Linked DNA regions of Triticum aestivum: all the other regions are linked to region 3. A link is a contact called in public Hi-C data. All regions are on one chromosome and are shown on one strand. Each heading gives the region's core, a stretch centred on a gene start, on an enhancer-like site or on the middle of the called end of the contact. The rest is flanking DNA. Distances are from core to core; before and after follow the strand shown.

Region 1 (4,708 bases), core at 633-3,132, 340 kb before region 3:
TGTTGAAAACTAAACTAAACTAAACAAAATAGGTTATCAGGTTTGGGCGTATGCATGTACGCTTCACATAAGATGCTGGAGCTGCACTAACAAAAAGGATATGCAAAGGAATTACCAAATAAGAACTTCTTCAGTGGCACAAATTGCAGGTAATCCACAACTTATATTCAATCACAAGATTATCGAAATTTAAGAGCCTACTGAAAAAGGAAGGGACAAGGCTAAGGCCATACCAGCTGGCTCCTGCTGTCCATACGCCGTAAAGGAATGACACCTAAGAGATACATTGCCCAACCAATAATTGGAAGCATAAAGATACTGGTCTTGCTTATAAATTTGAAGCACCTTCCTAGAGTTAGAAGGGTATAGATATCCAAGAAGCTCTGATGGTTAGCAACAAAGACAGCAGGGCTACTATTGGGAGGTAGATTCTCCATTCCCTCGACTTCAAGCTTGTAGAACATGGAAACTGTCAGAGTAGCCCAAATCTTTGCAATATAGTGCTGAGCCCTCCTACGGTGGCGGTCAAACAAGAGCACAAGTGGATGAACCACAACCATAGCTATAAACAAAAAGATCGCCACAACAGCAGTCACTGCATAGAAGAAGACCCCTCTGATCCTTGAAGCCACTTGCAGATCTGGTTAAATAAATAAATATAAGTAAGTTTTCCAAAAAGAAAAAGTGAGCACAAAAAAATCCAGCTAGAATATAATTTGAATGATTTCACCAACAGATTGTTTGCAGAATATGTGGAGATGATTTTCCTAATACGTACTAGTCAGTAGGGCCTACTACTTAAATTTCATCAAACATGCCACTGGCATTAGCTGCTACAGGGTTTATAAATACCTTAACAACTGCTGTTCTCCCTCTGAAATTAATCTAAAAACTCTAATGACACCTTTCACATGAGTAGAAGTAACAATTATAAGCCTACAGTCCATCATATATTGGTTATAAACAGAAGGAAGGAAAGTATCAAATCATATCCTCTGGTCCATACTGAAATGAAGGGTTGGGACAATAGTTTGAGTTTCTGCATTATTGGTTTATCAAAACTCACCTAACTCACATAGCACTAGCAACGGCAACATTGCAGGTTCATATACGCTCCATAACTTCCATATTTCGTAAAACTACATGTCAATGTGATTTTCTAGCTAGCACAGCTTAGCTACGCGGGCACTGGCATAAGAAGTTCAAAGCATTTGGCTCTAGAGAGGGGAGGAGGCCTGAAACCTGAAAGCCCCGACGAATCCTCAGGGTCATCGGCGGCCGCCGCAGCGGCCGTGACACCCGACCTCGCAACCAGCCATCGGCACCTCCCCGCCTGGAGCACCCGCGGGTTCGGGCAGCGGGACGCCATGGACACACGCCGAGGCCGGGCATTTATACCACCGCCAGCCACCACTGCAGAAGAGCGAAACAGAAACCAAGCACCAAATAAGATAGGATCAGCAGCAGCATCGCGGGGGCTTTCTCCGGAGGTAAGCGTCGAGCCGTGTCGCGTACCGTGCGCGGCGGAGGGACCGGCGGGGACGGCCGGGGCCGCGGTCGGCCTCAGCCAGACGAGCGTCCCCATGGACGAGCTCGCCGCACGCGTCCCCCTATGCCGGCGAGAGCAGCACGAACAGGCGGCAAGCGAGACGGTGACCGGACCGCGGAGGCGGGGCGCGGGTGCCGCGTCAGATCCGCGAGGCTCTAGATCATTGGCTGGGGCGGCGAGGCGGTGGCGCGCGCGCACGTGGCGAACGTGGGGTTGTTCGGCCTGGGGCGAGAGAATCCGGAGGCGGGGCGGGGGGGATGGCGCTGGGCGAAGCTCCGTTGGTGACTGGTGAGAGTGGATAAAATCGTGAGGGTGGAAGCGGGCGAGCGCGCGCTGACTGGACGCGCATGCGCGCGCGGACGGGGCTAGACTCGGGCAAAACGGTGGCCGGCGGTGGTTTGTTTCGGCGGTGTTTGCCAAGTTTCTCTGTAGTACATTCTGTGGCCCGGTTCGCTTTATCTACATTCGTTCTTTTTTTTTCAAAAGGCCCTAGGCCATATATTAAGTGTCACATGAATTTACAACACACACACCCAGAAAGATAAAATTACAGTTGATTTTGGGTGCCGAAATCTTCTTCCTCATTTATCCATCGGCGGAGGTATGAGCATAACTCGATGCTGCCTCTGGCCTCCATCTCGGGCGGGAAATTTTTTATTATTTTTTTGAAAACCCAATAGCTTGTAGAAGCAACAAATAAAAAGTCATCAATGCATACTAGGAGACACCAACGACCGCGAACTGCAACGCAAATCGAAAACACAGATAGAGGATATGCAAAAACTCTGAAGACCATGAACGTCAGCTGAATCAAGAAGGATCGACTGGAACCCTGAGTCGACCGGATCCCGGACCCGCCGGAGCACGGCTCCAGACATCCTCGCTATCGATAGACATACCAACATAATGAAAGAGCGAGGAGAACATTATTCCTAGAAGGCAGCGGCCTCGCTGTCCCAAACCAAACTCAAAGACTCCTAAATAAAACCTTGGAAAAATCACATGTATCATTGCACAACAGGTTCAGGCCTGATGTCGACCTCATCGCCGTTCAGGACAATGCATCGACTCCCTATTCTCGGGTGACCTAGCAAGGTCGTGCCACCATTGAAGATCGTTGCTCTGGATCACCAACGTCGCCGACGAGCATCACCTGCCGACAGTCATAGCCCGACCATGAATCACCATCGACATCCCGTAGCAGCCCACCAGCTCCTCCATATCAGGCTATGAACAACATCCTACCCACCACCGCGAGGCTAACCCTGGCGGCGGCAAGAGGGATCGGATCACGGGGTGGTGGTTAGGGTTAGGTCCTACCTTCGTCGACTCATGTTATTCCGGAGTTCAAATATGGCCCCAGCTAAAATGATGATAGAAATAATCCTATATGCTTTATCTAAGTGGCCACATTATTGATGTAAAAAGTACAAACTAGTCTATTATTGAGCCTAAAATAAGACAATATTATTACGGATCTTCTTCCAATCCGTTAAATCATATTTTTTTTGCTAATCTACTGGGTTTTTTTATTTGCTAGATGTGAATTGGGAAAGTCTCGGCTAACACCTATATCACTCAAAAAAAAATACAAGTCTCCTATATCATTCAATTGATCAAATAAAATAATCTGCACGAATCTTCACATAAAATCGAACGATGTAGGAGTTAGATGCGACTTGGTTAATTTTTATCTAGATGATAGCTAGCCAATCTTTTTTTATCACTTTTTTCGATTTTATCTATTTGCTACACTTGAATATATATTTTTCACCGGAACACATTTCAAAAATGTTCAAGATTTATTTGAACTTTTTACTTGTATTTTCCATTTTATTTATTTAAATGGTTTGATTTGAAATCAGCCAATACTTGTATTTTCTTTGTAGTTGTACTTTTAATCTACACAGATTGCACTTTAAGGTGGCCTTTGTTTGGGCTTTAGCTACAGAAAAAGAGAGAAATGATCTAGTCCTACAAAATTTTCCTCTCGTCCTTGGCGATTGCAACTCTAGCCGCCGCCAGGAGAGGCCGATCTTCCAATGTTGTTCTCCGCCGGCTCCTCTCCGCCGGCGACCTCGTTCGTCGGTGGTGAGGGGGGTCGTCGGATCCACGCGTGTGGATCGATTTTACTCCCTCGTAGTTTAGGTTTTTAGGTTGTTAATCGTCTTTGCTTCGGCGGCGACGATGGCGGCGAAAGATTCCTCGGATCCTTCCCTGATGAGGCCATCGGTCCTATGGTTGGGGATGGATTTAGAAACAAGTCTGTTCAAGTAAGGATGGCGTGGCGGCGGCGGCATCCTCGTGGTGGACCTGTTGTAAGTGCATCTAGTGCCTCTTAGTGATTTTGGTGTATTGAAGACTTATAGGTTAAGGAACTAATGTGTTTGTGAGTATACGCAGGTTCTATAAGTCTATGAGGAGTTTGATATTTACGAAGAAAGTCACCCACTAAAAATGAATGTCTTCATTTGACGACTTTGGTTTTCTTGAAGACTTTGAAAGTGAGGAAATTGGTGTGATCTTGAAGACTTTGATATTGATGCGAGGATTATGAAGTGTGAAGATTTTTGTTTTCGTAGTTTCATTTTCTCTTTCTTGAGTCATAGAAAACACCGTACTGTTAAAGGGGGTCGAGGTAAAACTAAGGAAAAATTTCCAAGTGATGCTCATCTCAAAATCCTACACCTACCCAATCCTTTCGAGTGAAGCCTTTGGAAATCTCATGCAGTTCAGTCAATTTCTTCAGTGACAGAGACAAAGATCTTCTGGTCTCTGAGGAATTTGTTCTGACTGAGGAGTTACGAATTTCCCAGTGCGGATTGCCTACAAGTGAGGAACATGATAGCCCTGAGGAATTTGAGATCTCAAATTTCCGACCGTTGCTGTGCTACGCGCCAGCTGTCCCGAAATATCGTATCCACCTAACGGTCATATCATCAAAGGGTATTTATGTCTTATCATGTTGGACTGCTCCCCGGCTATAAATAGCCGCCCCCTACAACCACTAGTTGGTTGGCTGCTCCGAGAGAAATTGACACTTGTCATTGAGAGCATCCCATCCTCCGAGGACTTTGAGCAAAAAATCATCAGTGAGGAAAAACCCAAACCCAAACACCTACAACCCAAAGTGATCGAGCATCACTGAAGAGATTGTTC
Region 2 (5,027 bases), core at 2,300-4,799, 300 kb after region 3:
GGTATCTGCGCTGAGCTATTTCTTGGATTCCAGGGAGCTCTGTGTTTGTCTATAGCTCGGCCTGCAGAAACACCAAGAGTGCATCAAGCCAAAACGGCACGATCAAAGAGACGACAAAGAGAGTGGGGAGCCATCTCGAATCATTCCCCACTACCAAAAGATTTCCCACTGCCCTTTCATTTTAGGAATCAACTTCTCCTCCTGGCTATATAAAGTGAAGCCTCACGCACTAGAGCTCCGGAAGCAAGCAGCAATGGCGCAGCAGATAGAGCACAGCCACCTCCTCGTCCGTGGGCTCAACCTCCACCTTGCTCAAGTAGGCAAAGGTGAGGGCTCGTTTCCCCCTTCTTTTCGCCATAGGCGTCGTGAGCTTCATGGAGCGACGGTTCTTTGTCATGTGTGTGATATGTGGTTCTGTTCATTGTGTTGCTTGCAGATGAGCTTGGGACGGTGGTGTTCTTGCACGGCTTCCCGGAGATATGGTACACGTGGCGCCACCAGATGCTGGCCGTGGCCGCCGCCGGGTACCGCGCCATCGCGCCCGACAGCCGCGGCTACGGGCTCTCCGACCAGCCGCCGGAGGACGTGGAGGCCACCTGGGAGGACCTCGTCGCCGACGTGCTCGCCATTCTCGACGCCCTCTCCATCCAGAAGGTACGTAGTCACGACATCCACTCCAGTGAACAGCTGAGAGACGCACGTAGCCCGCCATGCTCGCTCCGTGGCATGACATGACCATCTTGTGCTCGTCTAGGTGTTCCTGGTGGGCAAGGACTACGGCGCCATGCCGGCGTACGACTTCGCGCTGCGGCACCCGGACCGCACCCGCGGCGTCATGTGCATGGGCATCCCCTTCAGCCCGGGGCCCTTCAACTTCGACACCATGCCGGAGGGCTTCTACATCCTGCGGTGGCGCGAGCCCGACAGGGCGGAGGCCGACTTCGGCCGGCACGACGTCCGGCGCGTGGTGCGCACCATCTACATCCTCTTCTCCCGCAGCGACGTCCCGATCGCGGAGGAAGGGCAGGAGATCATGGACCTCGCCGACCTCTCCACGCCCCTGCCGCCGTGGTTCACCGAGGAGGACCTCGACGCCTACGCCGCGCTCTACGAGAAGTCCGGATTCCGCTACCCTCTCCAGATACCATACAGGTAGGTCAACTGAAGCTTCTTCGTGCCCCCAGCCATGGCCCATGGCCCGATTATATTACAACGAAGAAGAAACTGATTGACGAGCTTATCAACTGCTTCCATGATCGCAGGGCTCTGCACAGGATGACGAAGCACGTGGACCCCAAGTTCCAGGTCCCGGTGTTCATGGTGATGGGGGAGAAGGACTACTGCTTCAAGTTCCCTGGTTTCGAGACCGCCATGAGGAGCGGCGTCATGAAGACCTTCGCGCCGGACCTCAAGATCACCTACATCCCGGAGGGGTGCCACTTCGTGCAGGAGCAGTTCCCGGACCAGATCAACGACCTCCTCCTCGGCTTCCTCAAGGACCATCCCTGATCTATAATCCACCGACGAACGAGAGTGAGCTCGGGGTTCCCAATGAATAAAGCTTCCGCCACCATTGCTCTGCTTGAACCATGTCGCTCTGAATTTTCTTGGTCGTTAAAAATGGATAGTGTAATGTAATCATGTCCGTCTGGTTTTTCAGTTTTTGAATCCGGTAGCTCATCGGTTAAGAAATATTGTATTTCTACAACATACTCTTTTCATATTATTTTTTTTTGCGGATAACATAATCTTTTCATTAACTCAAAATGTTTCATCAAGTCAAAAAAAAAACTCAAAATGTTTCATCAAGTCAAAATGTAACATTATGGAGATACCAACCATAATTGGGTAGCACATAGCCTATGCATAATTAGGATGCATACGGACATCATGAATACGGTCAAAAATGATCACATTAGCACATACAAAAGCAATACAAGAAGCGAAACTAAGCCTAGTAAGGCAAAGGGGGTGGAAGGCTTATCTGAAGACTATCTCATCACCCATGTGGAGTACCTTGAGTACACTCCAAGACTATGTCTGTGGTATTTGGACGTTTGAAGGTTTTTCCAAACGCTCGAGCCCTCCCGAGAACCATGGAATCAAGGAGGGGGAAGTTGAATCTGTGTATTATGGTCAACTTCTCTCTCATCTGGTGAACCAGGTAGTTGGAGGTGGGTTTAGATGACAAGAGGCCCGGGCCAAGCTTTGTGATCTTACAACATCATCTTGGAAATCTAAATCACACTCGCCGCAAAAGAAAAAAAATCGAAAGTTCTTACCCATCGTGAAAGACATGCTTTGAAATAGCAGAGGTTTTCGTGACTTGTATAAACACCGACACATCGATGATGTGTGTGTGGTCATGGGTTTGACTCTGTTGCGATAATAGAATCGGGTAAACATGACTTTCCTATGCATGTTCTTATTCACTTCTTCGGTGGTTTCGATGTCACCTCACGTTGTTTATCTCCGCATGGCAGGTTCTGTGGGATCTATGGGCGTTGACCCACTGGCTAAATGCCAGGGACAATAGGCTCTGGTAGACGCGCCTGGGCTTGTGAGGACTCTTTTCTCAATCCATGCAAGGAAGTGTAAAGTTTTTCTTGAAATAGATACGGTTTCGCTCAACGACGGGGCTTGTTGCCTTTCATGAGCCAAAAGCGATGGTTATAATATTGCCCCAAATATGGCTCCCTCCATCATGTATTAACTGTTACTCAAATGAATGTATCTAGCACTAAAATATATCTACATACATATGTTTGAGTGATAATTAATATGAGACGGGAAAGTAGTTTTTGTGTAATTTACTAGTACTATATTTATTTCTTGAGTGAATTCCATATTTTACCCCCTAGATATGCATTTGTGACACTAATTACCCGTTTGAGTGGAAATTCGTCGAGAATACCCCTTTTAGAAGCTTTGGACCCTCGTTTTCTTATGCGGGTCCATTAGACAAGGGGTGAGGTGACGCCCGGGGTCCAAAAATATGTGGATGACAATGGCGAATGGAACAGATGTTCAAGAGAAGTCTCGACATGATCGTCAATAATGCCCTCCGATCTTTATGCATTTCTTTTGTGAATCATTGACGCAACATGAAGATCCTATCTAGTAACATATACAAGCAAAATGCAAAACCGGGACAAAACCGTGTTAAAATTCTCTAAAATTTGATATTTCGATAGAAGTTTCACTAAATAGAGTAATATGTGTCACAAATGTACAAGTACATGGTAAAAAATGGAATTCACTCTTATTTCTTTAATACTCCCCTCCGTTCATAAATACTACTCAAATGTCTTAATTTCATTTATAAATCAAGTGTATATAGACATGCTTTAGTATATTTGTTCACTTTGCTCACTCATTTCAGTCTCTATATAATCTATATTGAAATATTCAGAAACATCTTATATTTGTGAAGGGAGAAGCTGATAAAATAAGATTGTTTGCAGAGGAAAAAGCTTACGTTGGTGGGCAAGACGAGCCAACCGGCCGACCAGCACTATCCCGGTCGTCGATAAACTTTGTGGAGGCTATAGTAGTTGGTGGGCAGTACTAGAGACAAAACTGGTGCTCTCTCTTCTTCGGCAGCATCTCCGCCTCTCCGGACTACTGTCGTTGTTACCAACCAGCCGGCAATCTCCATCCACAAGCTCTAAAGAAAGAAACGGGCAATCAGAAAGCCTTCTCTTCCAAGAAGTGACGCGGGAGAGGGGCAGAGCGGCGCAAGCCATGGCCATGGCGGAGCAGCAGCAGCAGATCGAGCACAGCCACCTCGCCATCAGAGGCCTCAACCTCCACGTAGCCCAAGCAGGCACAGGTCAGCGCCCCCTCCCTCCCTCGACCACGCCCGCGGCAGGCCGGCCGATGTGAGTGGTGACCGTTGTTTGCTTGCAGGCGAGCTCGGGACGGTGCTGTTCCTGCACGGCTTCCCGGAGATATGGTACTCGTGGCGCCACCAGATGCTGGCCGTGGCCGCCGCCGGGTACCGCGCCATCGCGCCGGACTGGCGGGGGTATGGCCTCTCCGACCAGCCACCGGAGCCAGAGGCGGCGGTGTACCGCGACCTGGAAGAGGATCTCCTTGCCGTCCTGGATGCACTATCCGTTCCCAAGGTGCCCTCTAGCCCTCGATTGTGGGGAGAATCAATGTCCGCTTCAGGGGTCAGTTCTCGGTTGGGGAATAAGGGGGAATTCTTGGTTGGTGTTGGTCTCTTAAAATCAGCCTGGGGATTCCGGGGGCAGTTCGTATATAGAGTTACTAACATGGTAACAGACAGTGTGAGTTCTACTAGTTCAGGGTCCTGTGGGAGAAAAATTCAGATGTAACTAGATATTTGAAGCAGCTGAGATTGATTGCCTAAATATGTAAGAAAATTAATAAACTCATGGAGGCTTTGAACAGGAAATCATGCTAGAGTTGGTGTGCTTACAAACACATAACAATTCAATCATAGGATTCTTCTTCCTCCATCTTATGTGAGAGCTGGGTTGTTCACTTGTTGAGCGATCACTTGAGTCTATTACTGTACTACTATATTTCCAGAATTCATGTTGTACCTATGAAACCAGGTTTATTGTTCTTCTGAAACAAGTATTAACTTTTCATCAACACAATCAGAATTTATTCATACCGTGCTTCAAAGTACTCTCCCGCACTTTTAACAGGCAAATTTGTCACAGTACTGTTGTTTCATTTGTTCATCTGTAGTATCAAATTATTGATTGGTATCAGTCCCGTTGAGTTGATGTATTAGCTGACACTCAATGGGATATAGGCAGCACCGAGAGTCAAAAATGCCCTGACACTGATCATTATTTGAAAATAGGATAATTCCCTCACTAGAAACAGTGTTATTCTTCAATGTTCTCTTCTGATAACTTCCGTTTTACCTCACATCAGGCTTACCTTGTGGCAAAGGATTTCGGAGCCATGCCAGCTTATGATTTTGCTCTTCGTCACCCCAACCGCACATGCGGTGTTATGTGTTTGGGTATCCCTTTTCTTCACGGTGG
Region 3 (4,949 bases), core at 2,276-4,775:
TCTGAGTCGTCGGACGAGGACGAATCCTCGAGCAAAAATTCCTCGCACGGGCTCAAATCCATCTACAAATCGCAATGGAGCTCGCATGAGCGGAAATTGTTCGCTAAATCTAACTTGAAGGGGCAGAAAAGGACTGACCGACGGATCCGGGGTGGACGACGACTTGGGGGCGGCTGGGCGTGGCGGATGGGGGACGTGGGTGAAGCGACGCGGTGGAACCGGGTCTGCAGCGGCCCTGTAGTATGTTTCCGCCGCCGGATATGGCCGGAATCGAAGGCGGCGGGCGGGCGGCGACGAGGGCAGGTGGCGGCGGAATGGGGGAGGGGAATGCCGCGGGCTAAAATGTCCCTCCTGCCAACTGCTTTTCCACTATATAGGGCACCGGCGGGGCGGGGGGGGGGGGGGGGGGCGCTGTGTTTCCATGGGTCAGGGGGGCGCAATTTACCGCGCCCCTCAAAAATTTTTAAGTGGCGGGGACGTTTAAGGTGTCTGTTCGGGCTGCTTTTCCGTGTAAAACTATAAACTTGCGATTATTTTGCAGTTCGACGCGATGTAATGGGTTTGCTAGAGATGCTCTAATGGCTCGGCCCAATAGTCGTCCTCCGGCATGTGTCCTAATAGGCATCCGTATATAATACTTTTTTGCAAGGACCACTCCCACCTTCCCATGTTACGACAAGTTGCGTCACTTGTTGCAACATGCGAGTTTTCCTTTTTCCATACACTCATTTTTTCAAAATGTTTTATCTCTTAAACCGTGCATCTAAATCTCGAACCGTTTTTACCGTTGTATTCTCGCATCGAGATCTTCAAAACTAGTTTCCATGTGTGAAGATTTGGAGGGACCATTTTTCACGAAAAAAGGACGAAAAAGAGAACCAGGAGCACGTTTTTCCTTTTTCCGAGAGGCATGATCGTGCCTCTCATGGAAGCAACCCCGTGCCTCCACGAGCAGTAAATCTGTGCTTCTCGCGAAAGGACCGTGCCTCTGACGGAAGCAAATCCGTGTCTGCACGAGAAGTAAATATGTGCCTCTTGCGCAAGAAAGAAAAGAAAACACGCTATTTCCCTTTCTAAGAGGCACACACATGCCTATCGCGGAAGGAAAAAAAACGTGAGAGGCACGGCCGTGCCTCTTATGAAGGAAAATTCATGCCTCCACAAGAAGTAAATATGTGCCTCTCGCATAAGAAAGAAAAAGAAAAACACGTGTTTTACATTTCTAAAGACACGGTCGTGCCTCTCGTGGAAGCAAATCTGTACCTCCATGAGAAGGAAATCTGTACCTTTCGCAGAAGGAAAAACATGCTTTTTTCTTTCCGAGATACAAGACTGTGCCTCTCGCAGAAGCAAAATCGTGTCTCAATGAGAAGTAAATTCGTGCCTCAATGAGAAGTAAATTCGTGCCTCTTGCGAAAGGAAAAGAAACACGTTTTTTCGCGCAATTTTTGTCCCGGATTTTTGGGGGTCCAAATCCTAAGAAAACCAGGGGAAAACCGAAAGGAAAAAAGAAGAAAAATTATCTAAAAGCCGAAAACGCGTATAGAAAAATAGAATAAAATCCGAAGAGAGCATCCAGAGCACAACACGTGACGTCGGTTAAGAGGCAGGGGCTCCTGAAAGAGTATTCCTTTATTAGTTGCTCTCGCAATCAAAGTGGTGGAACGATTCCTATTTGTACTGGGCCCAAACATGCGAGCTTTTTGAGCTGATATGCGAACTTTTCTTAAAATCTGTACTTTTTGCAAATTCATGACATTTTTTGGCATTCACGAACATTTTAAAATCCATGAACCTTTTCTGAATCTAAAAACTTTTAAAAAAACTTCAGATCTTTTTAAAAAATTTAAATCTTTTTCCTTTCAAATATGTGTTTTTAAGCAAATAATCCTTTTTAATCTATATAAAAACTGAAATTTTTTTTTTCTTTAAAGCGCTGCTGGGGCATAGCACTCACGCTTATGGGCCGTGTCCACAAGGCTCAGCGCGAGCGCTGGCTACGGTTCGGCGGAGACACTAAGAAAAAGATTTTCCCTAAAAAAAATAAAAAAAAAAGATTATTACCTAAAAAAAGCGCCGAGGAGGTCTCCGGATTGGCACCCGAGCGACGTTGGAAGCTTTTGGTTTGGTGCCGAGTTTCCTGCGTCTATTAGTAGTTGTATAAATCGTTTTTTTACATGGAAGTTGTAATCGTTACTCGAAAAAAAAGTAGTTGTAATCAGGCATTGCTGCGTATTCCATGTCCAGAGAGACTCTAATCTAGTCCAGCTAGATCTATATACAGAATACAGAGCTGCTGTCGGCAGATGCACTTATTTTGCATACACTTGTGGCTTCCGTCCGCGTCCGTGCTGCTGTTTTGTTTTCTTCTCCATCTATCCATGGACAAATTCTTCAAGGCGAGGTAACTTTCGTTCTTCAAGTTTTTTTTTTGAAATACTACAGTACAATCATCACAAGCATCTCGCAGTCGACGGAGACGTCACTTACCAATGGTATAAAGCTATTAAATCTTGAAATAAATCAATAAAACTGTGATCACCCATACCAAGTATGAGCATGCCTGGGGTTTCAACACAAGTGATCTGATCATCTTACCCGGAATAGAAAAGAGCGATCATCTTTTTTTTCTGAGGGGTAAAAACACTAGAAAGAAAAGTTGGGCGTTCTTTTTACGGTTTTGCTAAATCTTAGTCGATTGAGATTTCGTTATGTCTCAGTCGATGTTATGTTCCTTTAATCTTGCATTGAGATTCGTATAAACTTTTTTTTTCAATTTTTTTTCTTTTATATATATTATATGTCACTTGATTGAGGCTTCTTAATCTTAGTCGACTGAGATCTAGCCACACCCTTCTTTTTATCTTCCATACTCCTTTTAGGGTTCTATGTCTATAATTGAATAAATTGATTTCGTATAAGCATTTTATTGGCACCCATCTCTAATCGAATAAATTGACTTCGTATAAGCATTTTAATGGCGGCTATGGGATAGTTGCGTCAGATACCCCCCATCCCCCTATATTCTAGAAAGTATACAACTTGATTTAACAATGGGTATCCAATATTTGGGGAACCCCTTTCTCGAGCCCATATGTGTTTTTATGGATCTCAGTGTAACCGATTTGTCGAAAAATATACGCATTCATATTTTTCCATTAGGATGTGCATATCATGTTATTGCTTTTCATCCTAGTTCTATCTATCTTGTCACGGATCATCCCAATGATAAGGAAAAATTTGTATAATCTACACAATAATTAAATCCTGCGTACTTCCTTCGATCCATATTAATTGTTGATGATTTAATATGGATGAGAAGAGTACTCATATTTCCGGCCGTGTAGCTGGCCTGCGCATTTGTACCTTGTCGGCCCACTATTTCGCCGCGTCGACGGTGGACTTTGTCCGCAGTGGGACCCACTCCCTCCCAGTCCTGACACGTCACCCACAGGACCCACGGGACGCAGCAGCAGTTACGGTACAGCTAGCATCATACCTCGTCGAGCCGAACAAAATGCAGCAGCAGCATATCTCATCGAGCCTAAAACATACCGACGACTCGGGTCACACCGCGAGAGAGAAGGAGAGACAGAGGACGACGACGACGAGGAGGCGCTAAACCCACCGGGGCGGCGCCGAGAGACCTCACGGGCGGGCGGGCGGGCGGGCGCGCGCGATGGCGAGCAGGACGGCGGGGCGGGGCGGGAGGCCGCTGCTGGGCGGCGGCGCCGGGGCCGGGAGGCGCGGGAAGCCGTCCAAGGCGATCCTGGCCGCGCTGCTGCTGGCGTCGGTGGCGCTGCTGCTCCTCCTGGCGCTCGGCGCGCTCTCGCTGCCGGCCGGCTCCGGCCGCGGCGCGGTCCTCTCGCTCCCGCTCCCGCGCCCGCGCTTCCGTAGATCCGCGTTCGAGTCGTGCGTCCCCGCCTCCCCTCCGACGTCCACGGCCTCCGTGATCTGCCGTGTTCGTTGCCCGCGCACGCTGTCCCTTTTTTCCCGAGATTGACGTGGTGCTTGTTGTTCTCCGTTATCGTTGTGCAGGAGGCTGGAGAAGCGCGGGGAGAAAGGGGAGCCCTGGACCGAGGTTCTGTCGTGGGAGCCACGGGCGTTCATCTACCACAACTTCCTCGTGAGGCTCTTGCCCCATTCTGTTTTTTTGGTTTGGGCCTAAACGGCTGCCTCTTTATTCTTTACGTGCTTTATTGGTTCTAGCATGCGGGCTGGGAGATCTCGAGATCTTTGTCGGTGATTTTAGGCGATTGTTGAATTCCAGTTAAGAGCTCGTTGTAAACATTGGCCTATCCGTAACATATTAGATTCGTTAAGTAAAATCCGAAATGCTTGTACTTCAGTCGCAAGAATGCTAGTTATGATGTGAATTAGGTACAGAAAATTGCGCATGAAGGAAACATATGTGAGCTGGACGCCACTGGCATTTCACTGTAGAGGGCTTGTACATGCAGCGCGCCCGGACATGGCTCTTGTTGAGTTATACATATCTATTATTCATCTAGGAATCCTCATATGTATAGTCACACATAATTTGTGCTTCAAATCTGCTTGACCTTCAAGTCAGTGGCACAAACTCAGAAGTTCAGACACATGGAATTGGTACAAAGAGGTAGATGATAGATATCAACACTGGCATTAGAAACTTGGCATTGTGATTATTAGTATCCAAAATGCCTTTGGAAGGTGTTTACTTCTGATGACATTGCATAATAGGAGATGAAGAAATGTCATGTGTATTTGTTGTATTTATTACACCTGGTTGGTATTACCGCAACTATTTATCATCTATGTTAGTTCGCTTCAAATAGCGATCAGGGTATGACTTGACTTTACTGCTGCTCTCAGTCCAAGGAAGAATGTCAGTATTTAATTTCATTGGCAAAGCCTCACATGAAGAAGTCGACAGTGGTTGATTCTGCAACTGGAGGGAGTAAAGATAG

The links. Hi-C and Micro-C count contacts between places; a contact is called where the count stands out from the background.
Region 1: a Hi-C map of leaf shows a contact between it and region 3, with 3 times the contacts expected there. The contact joins the promoter of LOC123181246 here to the promoter of LOC123181243 in region 3. A contact is called at or near these places in 2 of 5 Hi-C or Micro-C datasets (both in leaf).
Region 2: a Hi-C map of leaf shows a contact between it and region 3, with 2.8 times the contacts expected there. The contact joins the promoter of LOC123181241 here to the promoter of LOC123181243 in region 3. A contact is called at or near these places in 2 of 5 Hi-C or Micro-C datasets (both in leaf).

Annotation. Positions count from the first base shown.
Region 1 is chr1D:243,832,639-243,837,346 of IWGSC CS RefSeq v2.1, reverse strand. LOC123181246 (1-acyl-sn-glycerol-3-phosphate acyltransferase LPAT1, chloroplastic) reads right to left here and starts at 1,882. Exons shown (of 6, transcript XR_006491601.1): 1 at 1,516-1,882; 2 at 1,243-1,413; 3 at 234-640.
Region 2 is chr1D:243,196,210-243,201,236 of IWGSC CS RefSeq v2.1, reverse strand. It overlaps LOC123181241 (AB hydrolase superfamily protein YfhM), which reads left to right and starts at 3,549. Exons shown (of 5, transcript XM_044593500.1): 1 at 3,549-3,832; 2 at 3,910-4,175; 3 at 4,915-5,027. The coding sequence starts at 3,745. It overlaps LOC123167947 (bifunctional epoxide hydrolase 2), which reads left to right and starts at 69. Exons shown (of 4, transcript XM_044585807.1): 1 at 69-326; 2 at 437-654; 3 at 755-1,152; 4 at 1,263-1,743. The coding sequence starts at 254. The coding sequence ends at 1,509.
Region 3 is chr1D:243,492,350-243,497,298 of IWGSC CS RefSeq v2.1, reverse strand. LOC123181243 (probable prolyl 4-hydroxylase 3) reads left to right here and starts at 3,525. Exons shown (of 8, transcript XM_044593505.1): 1 at 3,525-3,912; 2 at 4,039-4,126; 3 at 4,855-4,949. The coding sequence starts at 3,680.